2 separate regions of the Capra hircus genome follow, and region 2 is linked to region 1. The links are chromatin contacts, called in public Hi-C maps. All regions are on one chromosome and are shown on one strand. Each heading gives the region's core, a stretch centred on a gene start, on an enhancer-like site or on the middle of the called end of the contact. The rest is flanking DNA. Distances are from core to core; before and after follow the strand shown.

Region 1 (7,444 bases), core at 3,456-5,955:
TTATTATTAGCAAATGTTATCTGAAGATTAATGGTTTGTTAATTTAGCTCTGCCTCATTGTGGGGCATTCAGACATCTAAAGGTACATAAAACAATCATTGTCTGAATTAGAGGAGAGAGAACGGGAAGGAAAGCACAAACACATTGATAAATGTCAGTCTGCATGACTTTGCTGTTCTTTCCTGAGCATTATTTCACTCACTCCTCAAAGCACCCTCTGAAGTATGTCACTATTATCTTGATAGATAAAGAAACTAGGGCCCTGAGAAATTAGCCCAAGGTTACAGAGAAATGCAGAGTCAGGCCTTGTACCCAGTCATCTGGCTCCAAGCCTAGTGTACTTCGCAGCCCTGTAGTGCTGGTAGAGTCAGGAAACATTACATTTAAAAAACCATACAACTGATAATGAAAATGCTGGCACGAGGAATCTCTTCTAATCTATTGGTCTCTTAGGGACATGAATGAGGTAGTGGATTTTAGTTTGTGTATTTGTATCGTTTACTTTTTGTTGCTAACCTTTCATTTTCTAACAGTATCACTTGTTTCTTTTCTGTCCTTTTTTCTCTTATATACACATTAATTTAATAAAAAGATAACAAAGAAGTCTGCCAATACTATGCACCTCAGCCTGGACCCAGTCCTCTCTCCGGATAAACCTATTATCAATTTGAGGTGTGACCAATTGTTTCCTGTGTGTGTTTGCATAGATGTGTGTATATTCGTATTACACTGTTTCGTATCTAAAACATAAATGGCACCATGGTTGTACTTTTTATTCTACAGCTTGCTCACCTTGCTTTCTTTTTTTAACTTACTATGCCTTGTGGAGATCTTTTCTTAGCCACGTATTTAAATCTAATTCATTCTTTTTGTTACATCACATAGCATTTCCTTTTACTGTTTCCTCTCTACCTTGCCTTAGCTTTTGAAATGGCTTATTCCATAGTGAGTCAACATTTAATTGTATCTGCATTTATGGGAGAAGTAGAGACAAGCATAAGCTTTACGGCTCACTGGAGTGTTAGTAAAAGAGGAAAGAAACATAAGAACTCATACCAACACTCTCAGCGGAGGTGAGATGCTTAGGGCAAGGACAGTGTTATCAGATTTGTTGCCTCTCAGCTAAGAAGTTTAGCATTTACTTTTTAAAAAATCAGCCTGTTCTCCAGAGATATATTCCTTATATATAAGAGACAGTAGCAACATACTTGACAGTGCTATGGGGATTTAATGAGATAACATATAGGAAAGAACATCAAAACCACACAAACTGAAATGTGTACGTTATAAACTGTGTTTGCTTACTTTCCTCCCTCTCTCCCTCCCACTCCAGATATTATGCTATGAGGCAGCCCCTCAAAGAAGGTAGTAAATGGAACTAGAAGTGTCGTTATTAGATACTCTGGAGCAGGAACGTACTTCAGAGCACGCACCTTGGAGCTGGATCTCTCTCTAGATTCAAGTCCCTGATGTGACTCTCTATTAGTTGTGTGGCTTGAATAATATCTTGTCATATGTAAAATAGCGATAGTAATAATAATAAACCAAGCCTGTTGGGCTGTGGTGAGGTTTAAATGAGATGATTTGTGTGACGTATTTACACAGTTTCTGGTCTAGGAAAGTCAGTTGCCATGGTCATTATCAGAGAAGCTGCAACATCCGCACTTGCATTTTCTGTCCACAAAGTACCACTAGCCATTTTCTTCAGTGTGACAAAAAAGGCAGGCCTAATCTCAGGATTAAAGCACAGCCTATATATATATATATATATATGTGTGTGTGTGTGTGTGTGTGTGTGTGTATATATTTTTTAAGATAGAATTCCCTGAGCACCTACTGTCTAATACCTGCTGGCCACACTGTGCAAAACATAAAGGAAGTGCAAGCAAGACATGGCTCTTGCCCCCAAAGTGCTTATTAGTTGTTAAATTGCAATGCCTTAATGTATGAGCTTAACACTGGAAAGACCTTTGAACCGGTCAGATGAAAGGCATTCTGTAATATACCCTCTGGGTAACAGGTAATAACCTAAACACAGGGTAGTATTATGACTATACATGCCCAGTGCTATTTTATCCAATTTTTCTGTTAATTACAAAGGTATATATAATCCTTTAACACCTGCTCATTCATTTCTTGTCTAGCTTCAGAATCATTTTAGAAGCTTACCTGTAGAACTTGGGCCATCAGATCACGTACTTACACTGGGCTGCTTCCCTGGCTGGAGGTTGTTCTCACTTCCTCGCTTCCTGAATACAAATGTGCAGATATTCTGTTACTCTGGACAAAATACCTGACATTTAGTGAGTACATAAAATCTCCAAAAGTTGGAATTGTCTTAAAGAGCCTGAGGATGCCACTTGAAGGGACCGAAGGTACTTTATTTTGGGAGGAAATGAACCTACAGCATTTCCAAAATATTAGGCTAGCCCTCAGCCCATTAAGCTTCCTCTGACCAACAGAGCCCATTTTCAAACAGAAATTCCAACTGGATATAAAAGGCCACCTCAGCTGTCAAGCACGGAAGCCATGTGTAGCTTTGGTTTAAGAATCAGTCCAGGGAGCAGATGCTCTGAGTGCCTGGGGTGTGGCAGGCCTATTCCTGATACAAGAACAAACATCCTTTCTCTTAATTCCACACGTAAGTCAGACAATACTGAATGTCTTTATCTTTAAAGGAGCTATATTAAATCATTCTTATGAGAAAAAAAATCACTTGTAATATAAAAAATGTGACTTCTCAGAGAGCCCTTATTTCTTAGCAGACAAAGGAATATGCTCATTAAATCATGAGGAAGAAATTATTAAGAATAGAGTGCACGACATCTATTATTAGGTTGAGAAGGATTCAAAGCACTGTCTCTATCACCCCTTTCTGAAGATGACCTTTTTATTATATTTTCATTTGATAAGGAGGGGCACCTTTTTGAAATTTTTGCCTAGAAACCCAGAATAAAACTTACAGCATGTTAGAATTGTAATGAGTTTGCCCCTGTATTTCACAGTCAGAGTTCAGGGCTCTGAAAAATATGCTGTCCAAATTTTTATTGGGAATTAACTTTTTTTGCCTTCCTCTGAGAGATGAAAGCAGCTGGTTATGAGACTTAAGAGAGAGCCTATTTTCCAAGGAAGAACAAAGAGAAAGCAGGCACCCCTCCCCCTCGGAAAAGCCACTTTGCCTTGTCGGAGCCGACTGCCCGCTGAGCACTGTGACAGGAGAGGCTCAGAGCTGTGTCCTTGCCGATTGGTTTACTAACGCATGGTTCAGCAGTCCTGGGGATGGGGAGGTGTGTGCCCACACAGTGTTAATGTTATCAGCTGCCCTGTTCCTGCGTCCTCTCCCCAAGGACACTTTTGTAACACTGAGGGAGACAGCTCCTCCTTTACTCCTGTTTCTCTGCAGATAAACAATCGTCAGGCATGTCTTGGACCCTGTCCCTGACTCAGTCAAGTTACTGTATATCCATTACTCTTCTTTGTACTCCAGACACTGTGCTGTCAGTGTTCCTTTGGTTGGATCCAGATTGTGAAGGCTACAGTAGTCATAAACAGGACTTGGGGGCCCAGCTTTCCTTCTTTCTGGACCCTCATGAAGCTTCTCCTTCAGTCAGGTTCCTAATTTCTGGTGCTAATGCTCAAAAGAGAGGGCCTGCTTTGAACCAGAGCCTATAATAAATGCCTGCAGCTATGCCTTGATGGGAGATGGAAATTTTCATGTCAAGAGAACATCGATCTGATAAACAGCATGACTAATCTAAATAAAATTGTCCACCTATGGGTCTTCACTCCCTTAAAAGAAGACAAAGGGGGGGTGTACAACTCTTAGGCTTAATGCACTGAATCTCTGCAAGTAGAAGGGAGGAGAAGGTTATTAGCACACCATCTGGGCAAAGTGAAGGACAGGGCTCTGTAGGGGAAAGCATCAGCTTAATGAAGGGCAACCTAAAACTCTATACAGCATAAAAGGAGGGAGGCTGCACTTTGGCATCATCTTGCAGGTGAACAGTTCCCAACAATCGCGCTGGGTCAGGAGCAGAAACGCAACCGTCATCTTCTATCCGCGGGCTTCAGCCATAGGGGGAGGAAGGTGGTACCACACTTTTCTCCCAGTGGATGACGATGACGTATTCTAGGCCGATGACTGCGGAGGCTCCTGTCAAATGAGTGAAGAGAAAAAGGAAGTGGGGAGAGGAGGAGGGACTCTAGAAATGAAACTGCAACAACCCTGGAATAAAAATGAGGGGCCACAATGAGAAATGATAGGCACAATCACCTTGAAATTCAACCTTCCGCCCGTTTTTTTCCAATTTGCTTCTGATCACCTCTTTTATTATTTTGTAAATAAAGCAGGGTGGGATAAATGAAAGAGAGCACCTATAGGGTTCTATTTTTCACTCTCCTTTATGAATTGCTTTAAATAACAATTATACCATAATAATAAAATCCACCATTTTTGGCTTTAGGAAGTGTTAACAGTGAAGGTCTTTGAAACACTGTATTCCCAAACCACAACGGGCCTCTAAGATTTCTCTTCTCTACGGAAAGACTTATCTGGTTGTGCCCATTACTTTCAGCTTTGTTGGGGAAGGGGCATAACGTGCAGCATCTTGACTGTAAATGTCTGTGGGGAGTAAGTGTCCAAGGAGCCATGCCGCAGCCTCTGGCAAGATCCGAGCTTTTTCTCTTTAGACCAGCAGGCGGCGCTGTTTTCCACGGCCACCGCCCCGCCCGCCTGTAAGGTCACTTCCGCTGCGGCCCAGCGAGGCTCTCCCCTGCCCCTCCTTGTTGGTCTTTTTGAGGCTGCGTTTCTTCACCTAGCACACCTTGCTAGCGTTTCTGAACCACTGTGCTCTTGTGACAGTTTATGCTACTTGAGAGCTTCCTTCCTGAATCATTTGTGAGAGTGGAAATTCTTAAGAAAACAAAACAACCCCCCGCCCCCAAACCCCGTATTTGGTATTGCGTCATCGCGGATTTTTTTTTAAACATCTCAAATGCATTTCAATATAAGTCAAATAAAAAAAGCTTCTGACTCAACAAAGAAGGCAATATATGTTGAAACAGAATGCTTTAAAAAACAAATTCCCCTTCCTGTTTATTCCAGACGCTTCTCCTGGTTTAGAGAGCGGGTCGCGAAAATTCAGCTGCGGCGCCATCTGCTGGAAGCGCCGCGACGCTGCAAGGAGCTTGCGGGGAAGGAGGAGACGAGTTGCAGGTGAACGTTCGACCCTTTGCCCAGAGAAAGCCCTGACACCAAGGTAACAGTCAAATACAGTCCGTTTGTCTAAAAAGAGACCAAATTGACCCTGCAAGAAAATGGCCCCAGTTTTGAGGAGCCCTCCGGGCCTAAATGAACTGGCATATGGTATATGGGTGTTAGGAAAACCTGGGGCTTCCCGAGAAGAGGAGGCTTAATTCATTTCATTACCCAGCCGCCAGCCTGCCATGTTCTCAGGTGCAACGCTGAAAACTAAAACCGTATTTTCCATCAGTGCACATGAGGAGGTATAAGGTGCACAAGTCACAATGTATTTGTTCTGTTGAATGGAACTGATTTTGCTGAATGGAAGGAATTTTAAAAGATGAAGAGGGTGACAGAAATTAAATTAATGTGGGAGTGGGGATGTGTTGGAATGTGGCCTTGGCCATGGTTTGATACAAGGTCACTAAGGCACACTACCATTTCCAAACTCTTAAGTCAGTTCTGATTTACTTGATGATTTTTCTATTTAGGAGACTGCAGGTTTTTTCCACACCAGGATCTAAACCTATTTGCAAACACATTTATATACATACTCCAAAACAAACCTCAATTTACCATTGCTGGGAACTTTGTTAAAGGCCACAATCAGAAAACTCCTGGGGAACTGGAAGAAAGCAGGATTTAGAGCAGAAATACAATTGGCCCACCCATCTGGAAAAATATGGTGTCACTGATAGGAAACATTTGTAATAGGAAAGTGTTATCAATCATAGTCCTCACCCTCCAGAGCTTGATAATAACATTCTAACAAAAATGAGTTTTTGTTTTCTGGAATGAGCTCATAATGGGTTTCCTGAAAAAGATGAAGTAGCTTTACCAACAATATAAACCTGTTGGAATCTAACTGGTGATGTAGTTCTTGGGGTCCATGTCATGTCACTTTCGTATGCAGTCAGTGTTTTATAGAGACATCCTTTGGTGCTTGTATATCTAAGCCCTCATGTATGAGACCTACCTGATTCTACTGCCATAGTGAATAGTGTCACAGAGAAAATGTTAACCCTCCAAATGGATGCTGGAAGAAAATAAACTAGGAAATCAGGATGAGAAATAAAGTGACACTCCACTGTGATGATGTAAGAAATGACTGTATCAGAGAAGATTCAGGGTATTTTCTATTTTGAATGAGCAAAGAGTTATTGAGTGTCAAATTGTCACCAGTAGAGAAATTCTTTAGTGGCTGATGCCGCATCTGTTAGACTTTGCTTCTACTATGGCATTTGTTGAGGAGCGTCTTTAATAGAAATCAACAACTTATAACACATCAGTAGAGTGCGTGGTGACATGCCGTGGAATTGAGCGTCTCTTGGTGAAGGTGCTTTCACGGTCTCTGGGTTGGAACAGTGCAGGAGGGCAGCGGAGGTGGAGCCCTGAGGCCCAGGCAGTCTAAGCCCTCTTGGTCCCTTCCTTGTGCATGGCACAAAGCAGCCCCTAGAAACTGAATTTCTTCTATGGTGTTTCTTCTTTCGTTAACTTGTTTGTTTAGAGGGTGCCTGCACCCTCAGAACAGAGCCACATGTACAACCTGCCCTGGCCTTCCTCACAGATGTCTCAAGAGTATTCATTGGGCACTATTTCTGGTGAACCCAATATAAAAAGTCTACCCATTCCCCCAGCAGTTGAGCTTGGGATTCACATATTTTGTGTTTGGGAAAAAAAAAAAACCACACACACAAGGGAAATTTTTTCTAGAGATGACCTCTCCCTTGACTTTCAGCCTGTTCTAAATTGGGGTTTTGAGAGAAATGTGATCCTTCGTTCAAAGACACGAAAGAGGTTGAGCTTAGTAGAAGTTTCTACCTGGACCTTAGGGTTGGGTAAGTGTGTCTCTTGTGATGAAAATCCTGACTTCACAGAGGACTTGCCTTAACAACGTCAGTTCAACTCACGGTTGTTCTGTCAGCACCAGTCAGTCGTCTTCTCCTCCCTCCCTGCAAAATGCCAGGCTAACTCCCGCTCATCAGTGGGTCTTGTCCTTCTGGCTGCTTCCTCCAGGATTTCCTTGACTTCCCCAGGTGAAGGGAGGGTGCCCCTGCTGAGCTCCCTTCACCCTGTGGTTCCCCATCATAGCTCTGTCATGTACTGTCATTGCTTATCTGTCTCCCATTACAGACTCTTACATCCTGTGAAGACAGGGTTAAGGCTATTATTATGTTTATTTTGCATCCTCAATGCCCTAAT
Region 2 (7,444 bases), core at 3,006-5,505, 99 kb before region 1:
CTCACTAGATCCCAGCTTCCAAAGGCTACCAGTGCCAGGCGTTGAGGCAGCAGTACTTACGCAATCTTGTTGACTGTGGCATCTTCTTCATCTACTACAAAAGACAGAGGCACGGGGAAGAGGCAGGTCATCAGTGGGCAGCTCTGGGAACCCTCTGTGTCACACAGCGCCCTCCTGCTCCCTCCCTGTCCCCTGAAGAGGGGCCTGGGCCCACCAAGGCAGAGCTGGACAGGAGGCTCAGGAGATCTCACACTATGAACCCCACAATTCACTCTGCTGGGGTGGCAGCTTAAAGATCAGTGGTCCCAGGGGGTGAGAGCATGAAATTCCCCCACTTCCCTCCTTCCCCACATCTTCTCCACCATAGGTTCCTTTTTTTTTTTAATTTTTTTAAAAATTTTTAATATTTATTTGGCTGCTCTGGGCCTTAGTTGTAGCATATGGGATCTAGCTCCCTGACCAGGCATCGAACCTGGGCCCCCTACACTGGAAGCTTAGAGTCTTAGCCACTGGACCACCAGGGAAGTCCCTAGGTTCCTCTTTGTAAGCTGAAAATACAATAAATAACCAGCTTGCTTACATTAGTGGCAAGGTAGAGTGAAGGGAAATGGGGAGAGGGGTTGGAAATCACAGAGAAAGTCCCCAGGGGAATCACACTGAGGAGTAGCTGCCTCCTTGGCTGAGGGTGCATGAAGCCATCTGGAGGGGAGGAGAGGTTCCGGCCAGGACCGGAAGATCTGGAGTTAGGAACTGAGACAAGTGCGTCCCCCTCAATCACAGAATGCCTACTGAAAGCCTTAATATGCATTCTCTGCAAAGAGAAAGGTCACCATCACCACTGGGGTCAGGGAGGTCTCTGGTCCTGGGTGTAGGAGCTCTAGGAGAGGACATGACAGAGCTTGCGCCTATGACAACATTCACTCTGCAGTTGCCCTGCTGAGGTTCACAGAGAGTTTTCACGTTAGCCATCATATTTGGTCCACACAATAACAATGGACTGGGTAGAAATTGTTAGGCTCATTTTATTTTGTAGAGAATGAAACTGAGGTCATAAAAGTTACATGACTGGCCCTCCTTCTAGACTCTCCACTATACCACCTTGTCCCTGCCTGTGGAGGAAGGGAGGCAGAAGCTCAAGAACAGACACCTCTACTTTCCCAGCAAGCAACACAGCCCTCTTCCCCTGAGGCTGCTGCCATAGCAACAGGAACACTGGCAGAGGGCAGGCAGGAGGGAGGGAAGTCACAGGTACCTGTGGTAAACTCAGCAGGCTTCTTGAAGCGGGTCAAGGCGATGTGGCAGAAGATGTAGAGAGTCGCAAACAGCAGTGTTGAGATCTGCAGCACAAAGTGAGCAAGATGAAAAGCCCGAATCCCCAAACATTTCACAGCTCCAGTGGCCTCTCTGTTAATTCCACGGGGACATTTTCCCCAAACTAGACTCCATACATCCAGGGGTTCCATCTTTCTCCCCACTACTTCCTTCTAATCAAGGCCTCAGGGGCTGACCCATGCACTTGGGGACAGAGCACTATGTCCAGATCTATGAGGGTTTTTTTCCCCAGGGAGAAAATAGTTTCAGCTGAACCCTGGTTGGTGCATGGGCAGAGAAGACTCCTAGAGATGCACATATCCACACATCTGAAAAAGGCCACAGAACCAGAGAGGATTTCTTCCTAGCACATAATTGGAAAAGCAGATTTGAGGGGAAGAAGGGGATGTCTTCATTGTGCTGACACTCCACTCCCTCTCCCTCCACTCCCACCTTGATCCAAGCTCCAGGAGGAATCGTGTTCCTAGACCAACTCAGAGCTTCTACTCTGTTTATTCAGGGGCCCTAAAAGATCAGGTCTGCTCTGGGCCAATCCAGAGTCTCTTTCATGCCCTGCCCATAATAGTAGGCTTTAATTGGGGTTCCACATCTATAAAGCTTCTAGAGCTGGGATCAAAATCTTTAAAAGCTATCAATCCATGATCCCTACCTAAAGTAATTTCCAGCTCCCAGGGTAGGTCTCTCAGGGTCTGTCCCATGCCCCTGATGACTAGTCCTCCAATGGACACTTATGGCAGGACTGAACCAGGTTATCCTACACATGCATACATTTCCACCCTACCCTGGATCCACAATCAGGGTCAGAGAATCTTGAGATGTTATTGTGTTTGAAGTGGGCCAAGAAGGCAGGATCAGTCTCATAGGTGCTCCAGTCCCCAAGAGAAGCTGACCCGATGGGGAATCTGCATTCAGCTATGTATGTAAAGAGAGAAGACACAGACCCCAGGAGAAACATGGGTCTAGGACAAAATTGTAGCTTTTAACAATAGGGAAGTAGAGTAGAATGAGCCATTTAGATTTCAGCTCCAAGATTTTTACTGCCTAGTGCTCTGCCCTGGGTGTGTGTAATAAGCAGGAAGGCGAGGGCGGGGTGGGGGTGGGGGGCTCAAAAGGTCAGGCTGGAGTTCCATGTAGGTCCAGCAGAGGCTAGGTGATTCTCTAGAGCAGGGGATTGGAGCCACGTGGGAGATGTACTAGAAGCCCTCAGGATGCCCTTGACCAGCGCTGACGTCCTCAGCTAATGGGACTAAAGGATGGGACGACATCCAGGAGGCTGCTTCTCTCTCCAAGATCTCTTCCCTCCCTGTTCTCTAGGAAAGTGGGTCTCTGGCTCTCCACTGGCTCAAGGCCTGGGTATGACTCCAGGATATGCCCAACCCTGCCATATGCAACTCTCCACCAAGAAACGCACAAGGAAAGCTTTCTGAAAGCAGATCTGGAGTTCCCACGCATGGACTGATAAACTCCCTACTTTCCAGTCCTCACAGATAAAGGCAGACCTAGTTATGCCTTGGCTCACTTTAGCCCTCCTCCAATCTGAGGCTGCCCAGGGCAGACTGGAGCCCAGTCTGAGAAAAATGAAGGACGACCCCCACAATGGGTCTTCCACTCACCAACTTCTATTCTTCTAAACTTTTCCCTTTCCCTTTAGTATTTGGGGGTGAGGGCTCTGAGGAAGGAGAGGAGAAAGGAAAGATATGAGAGTTTAGAGCAGATGCAAGAAAGATGCGATCCCCTAAGCTCCCCTGGGTGCCCCGGCCCAGAAGTGAGGAGTCCCTCGCTGTGTGACAGTTTCATCTGTTACTCTAGGTGGCAGTGAGCGAGTAAGGAAAGCAGCCAGAAGCCCTCCGTCGCACCAGGGGCAACCCTTCAGAGGAAATCCCTGAATGGCTGCGAAGCTAGGAAACTCGGCTTGCAGGGTCTCTAACGAAACACCAATAAGGGCGAGGAAACGAAGGGGACACTTTAGTTGTTCTCCATTTCTACACGGCAGAATCCACTCCAGAGAGTCCTTTCCTCCAAAGTGAGAAACCCACCAAAGATCCCTGTTCATCTCCCCTTCATCAAACATCATTTGGGTTTGAGAAGTAGTTGCAAACAAGCCTTCCCCAAGTTAAACCCATCCCTCTCCGACCATCTGACTGAGATCCGCAAGCTCAACAGATTCCCAGACAAGGGAAGACCCGCGCTCCGATCACGGGCGCGCGGGGCGGGGTGGGGGGGACAGGAGGGAGGGCGGGGTCGGGGAAGAGGCGTGTAGAGGGGAGGAACGGAAATCGATCGGCTTTGTTTATCTCGCAGCTACTCAGCTGGAGCAGACTCTAGGGATTCGCCAGCCCAAGCACTAGTCGGGCAAGGGCTCTTGGTCACTCGCCCCTGGACCAAACAGGGTCTGCCGGCGCTGTGCCCAGGGGATCTCACTCCGATCCGGACGTCTCCCTCTCCCGCGACACCCGTGCTTCTCCCCAACTTGGTCCTACCCTTCCAGCCCGGGTCCCGGACTCACAATGCACTCGCGGACCCGCTCGTGGAATAGCTGCTCTCGCACGGATAGCACTTCATAGTCAGCTCCTTCCATACTCTGCTCAGCATGACTGGGGCTGGGGTGTCTCTGGGCCCGGGGAGGACCAGCGGCGATGAAACCGCCGCCGCCAAGCACCCGGACCCAGCGAAGGAGCCTTACCTTGCAGCCTGTGACGGAAACTCGGGGTAATCTGGGGCTCAGATTCTGTCGTCTGAGCGCCCCGCCCTTAAAGGGGCAGGCACCAGCTGGCCTCGCTTTAAAGGGCCCGGGTTCCCCTCTGCTCCCTCCCCTTTAAGGTCAGGCTTTCGGTATAGTTTCAACGCAAACACCCGCCAACAGGCAAGCTAAGGGGAAGCGTAGTCTGGGTTCTATTTCACAAGAGGCCGAGTGACGACACAACGGATGGGCGGGATAATTCCAGGGAGCGGAACTCATTGGCTTCTACGGAGCTGCCGCTCTTCGCTAGAGGAACGCTGATAGGCTTGCCCCGTGGAAAGAGGCGGGATCTTTGGGGCCTACCGGTGCTCCTTCTAAAACTAAGCAACTGTCTTTTTCACGTCCCTTAGTTGATAAGCGACCAGTATGACCTTGGCAAGATGAGCCACTTGAATCAGGCCAGCCAGGTGGGATGTGAGAGTACCATAGGGATTCTGAAAGGTACCGCTGCCCAGTAACCCAAGATCCATAGTAGCTTTTTCTGAAAGTGTTTTTGTTGCGGCGAGGAACCCTCAGCCACCAAGAAATTTTCACTCAGTCACTTTTGTGGGAGCCCCTATGTGTTCTGGAACAAATACCAAAGAAAACGGAATAGAAAGCTACAGAAGTATCCACCTGAAGCTTTGTGAGGAAATGCCCACAGGGGATCATGGGCTGAGTCAAACATTAACTGACCACCGGCTATGTGCCACTCACTTTCTAGATTTTAATCTCATTTTACCTTTACCTGAACAACCCTTCAGGGAAAGGCGTGATTAGCATTTTAGGTTTTAGAAAATGTGAGAGGTTGTCACAAAATTAAGGAATGCAAGTTCCCTCCTATGACCTTGATAATGGGTACTGTTTGGGAAGTCCCACCTTCATGGACTCAAACTGTTCCTCTCAAATAGAGGGAGCATTACAGAGAAAAGAAGGCCTGAGTTTTGCCAAGCCCCCAGCTGAAGAATAAGAACGCAATTCTAGTGGCCTAGATCGTGTCCCGTTACTATCTGAGCAAGAGTTGGGGCCAGAATATACAACTGAGTTCTCTACTCTTGAAATTTCTGCAGGGCAAGTTACTTTTACCTCTTTTCTGTTTCCCTAGTGCTTTTGCCTGGAAAATCCCATGGACGGAGGAGCCTGGTAGGCTGCAGTCCATGGGGTCTCGAAGTCGGACATGACTGAGCAACTTCACTTTCACTTTTCACTTTCATGCATTGGAGAAGGAAATGGCAACCCACTCCAGTGTTCTTGCCTGGAGAATCCCAGGGATGGGGAAGCCTGGTGGGCTGCCGTCTATGGGGTCCCACAGAGTCAGACACGACTGAAGCGACTCAGCAGCAGCAGCAGCACTGATTTGCAGTAGAACCTTGAAAATATATACTTGTATATACACACATAGGGCTTCTCAGGTGGTGCAGTGGTAAAGAATCTGTCTGCCAATGCAGGAGAGGCAAGAGACGCAGGTTCGATCCCTGTGTTGGGAAGGTCCCTTGGAGTAGGAAATGACAAACTACTCTCCAGTATTCTTGCCTAGAGAATTCCATGGACAGAGGAGCCTGGTGGGCTACAGTTCATGGCGTCGCAAAGAGTTAGACACAACTGAGCACATACACAAAATACATACATTAGTGTGTGTGTATATATAATATCTATACATATGTGTGTGTATATATATAGTAGCAAGATAATGAATGGACCTGAAGAGCTGATTTCCCTTTTAGTAACCAAACTTGGAGTGAACAGAATCCAGAGGGGCGAGTGGGCAGAGATAGTAACCAAATACAGCTGGCTGGTTCCTTGGCTTTGTTGCATGGAAGGAGAAGAGAGCACAGAGAAGTGGGTTGGGCCTGCTGAATGACCCTGGCACTTATCTCAAGCAAAGTATTTTAACGATCTTGTTAAAACACAAATCTGTCCCTATTCAAAAGCCCTCAAAAGCAGTCTACTTGCACTTAGAAATTCACCTGCCTTAAAGTAAGAATACAAAGCCCCGGGAATTTCCTGGTGGTCAGTCGTTAGAACATGGCACTTTCACTACCAAGGGCCTGGGTTAAATCCCTAGTCCAGGAACTAAGATTCCATGAGATGCTAGAGGCTGCCAAAACAACAACAAAGGAACAAACAAAAAAGCCCTTGGGGGTTACAAAATGGTGACCTCTGGGCTTCCGTAGACATGCTGTGTTTTGTTCGGCTTACAGAATCTTTAGCAAATTTGAACAAATGCGCCTTGTCAGCCCAGTTGTGCATTTGAATTTGTGACCTGGGAGGAAGCACTTCTCTGCTGCTTCAACTTGGCCTCATCCTCATCCTGACCTTTCTTCAGTTCCTGGTGGACCCTGCGCATCTCTTTCCTGCCCAGGAAAGAGCCATGCTTGCTGTTTCTTCTCTCTGGAAGATTTCCCCCTTTCCCTCCTTCTTCCCAGTTCACTTTTGGTTGGCTCTGGTCTCCTTCAGATTTGAACTTAAATGTTACCCCAGTACCTTATCTAAAGCAATCTAATTTTGTCCTTTTATTTATCATTTGCATGCTAAGTCACTTCAGTTGTGTCTCTTTCCTACCCTATGGATTGTAGCCCGCCAGGCTCCTCTGTCCATGGGATTCTCCAGGCAAGAATACTGGAGTGGGTTGCCATGCCCTCCTCCAGGGGATCTTCTCGACCCAGGGATCAAACCTGAGTCTCTTAGGTCTCCTGCACTGGGAGGTGGGTTCTTTACCCACTGGCACCGCTGAGAAGCCCTTTATTTATCACAAGTTGCCATAATTTAATTTGTTTGCATTTGTTTGTTTCCCCCATATAGGTTCCTAAAGGGAAATAATCATATATGTCTTTTATACAGTTACTCTTAAACTCTTATCTCCATGTGTAATTCACGTAGGCACTCAAATATTGGCAGATGTAGTGAGAAAGATGGCAGACATTGCTGATTATCAGAAGAGCTGGGTTCTGGTTCTAGCATTGTCATCCTGGGTTCCACTTGATCTCACTTGCCAAACTAGAAGACCCTGAAGATGGCTTCCAAATTTATGAATCTAACGTTCACTGCCCTTTATAGTTTACACAGTGCAGTGACATCACCCAAGTCACAAACTGTTCCATATGATTCCTTTAGCAACTGGCTAACATAAATTCTGCTTAGAGATTTATCATCATCCAGAATGTACAACTGAAGTAAAATTTTAAGAGGTAAAATATCAATAAACAAACTGGAAAGTGCATAGTTTAAGCTTAGAACTGAGAAAAATAGAAATGAGCTTAGAACTGAGAAAAATAATCTAGAAGACTTCCTTTGAGAAAGTAGTAATCGAATTTATTTGCTTTCAGGTCCTTGAGCCCTTGTTTACAAATTTGTTGGAAGCAAAATAACTTTCTTTCCATTGCCTGTGTTTAG

What was found. A called contact is a pair of places that touch in the nucleus more often than the background predicts.
Region 2: a contact with region 1 is called in a Hi-C map of blood, with 4 times the contacts expected there. The contact joins the promoter of LMBR1L here to the enhancer-like site in region 1. A contact is called at or near these places in 3 of 5 Hi-C or Micro-C datasets (all in blood).

What each region holds. Positions count from the first base shown.
Region 1 is chr5:30,255,467-30,262,910 of ARS1.2, reverse strand. It overlaps LOC106502096 (a long non-coding RNA gene), which reads left to right. Exons shown (of 6, transcript XR_001918044.1): 5 at 5,105-5,258. Among named protein-coding and RNA genes, the nearest start is that of TUBA1C, 40 kb to the right of the region's middle. Within about 2 kb of position 4,705, at least 4 of the 5 cell types and tissues checked have an H3K27ac peak or open chromatin away from gene starts, as enhancers often do.
Region 2 is chr5:30,353,691-30,361,134 of ARS1.2, reverse strand. It overlaps LMBR1L (protein LMBR1L), which reads right to left and starts at 4,255. Exons shown (of 17, transcript XM_005680003.3): 1 at 3,839-4,255; 2 at 1,253-1,337; 3 at 61-94. The coding sequence starts at 3,910.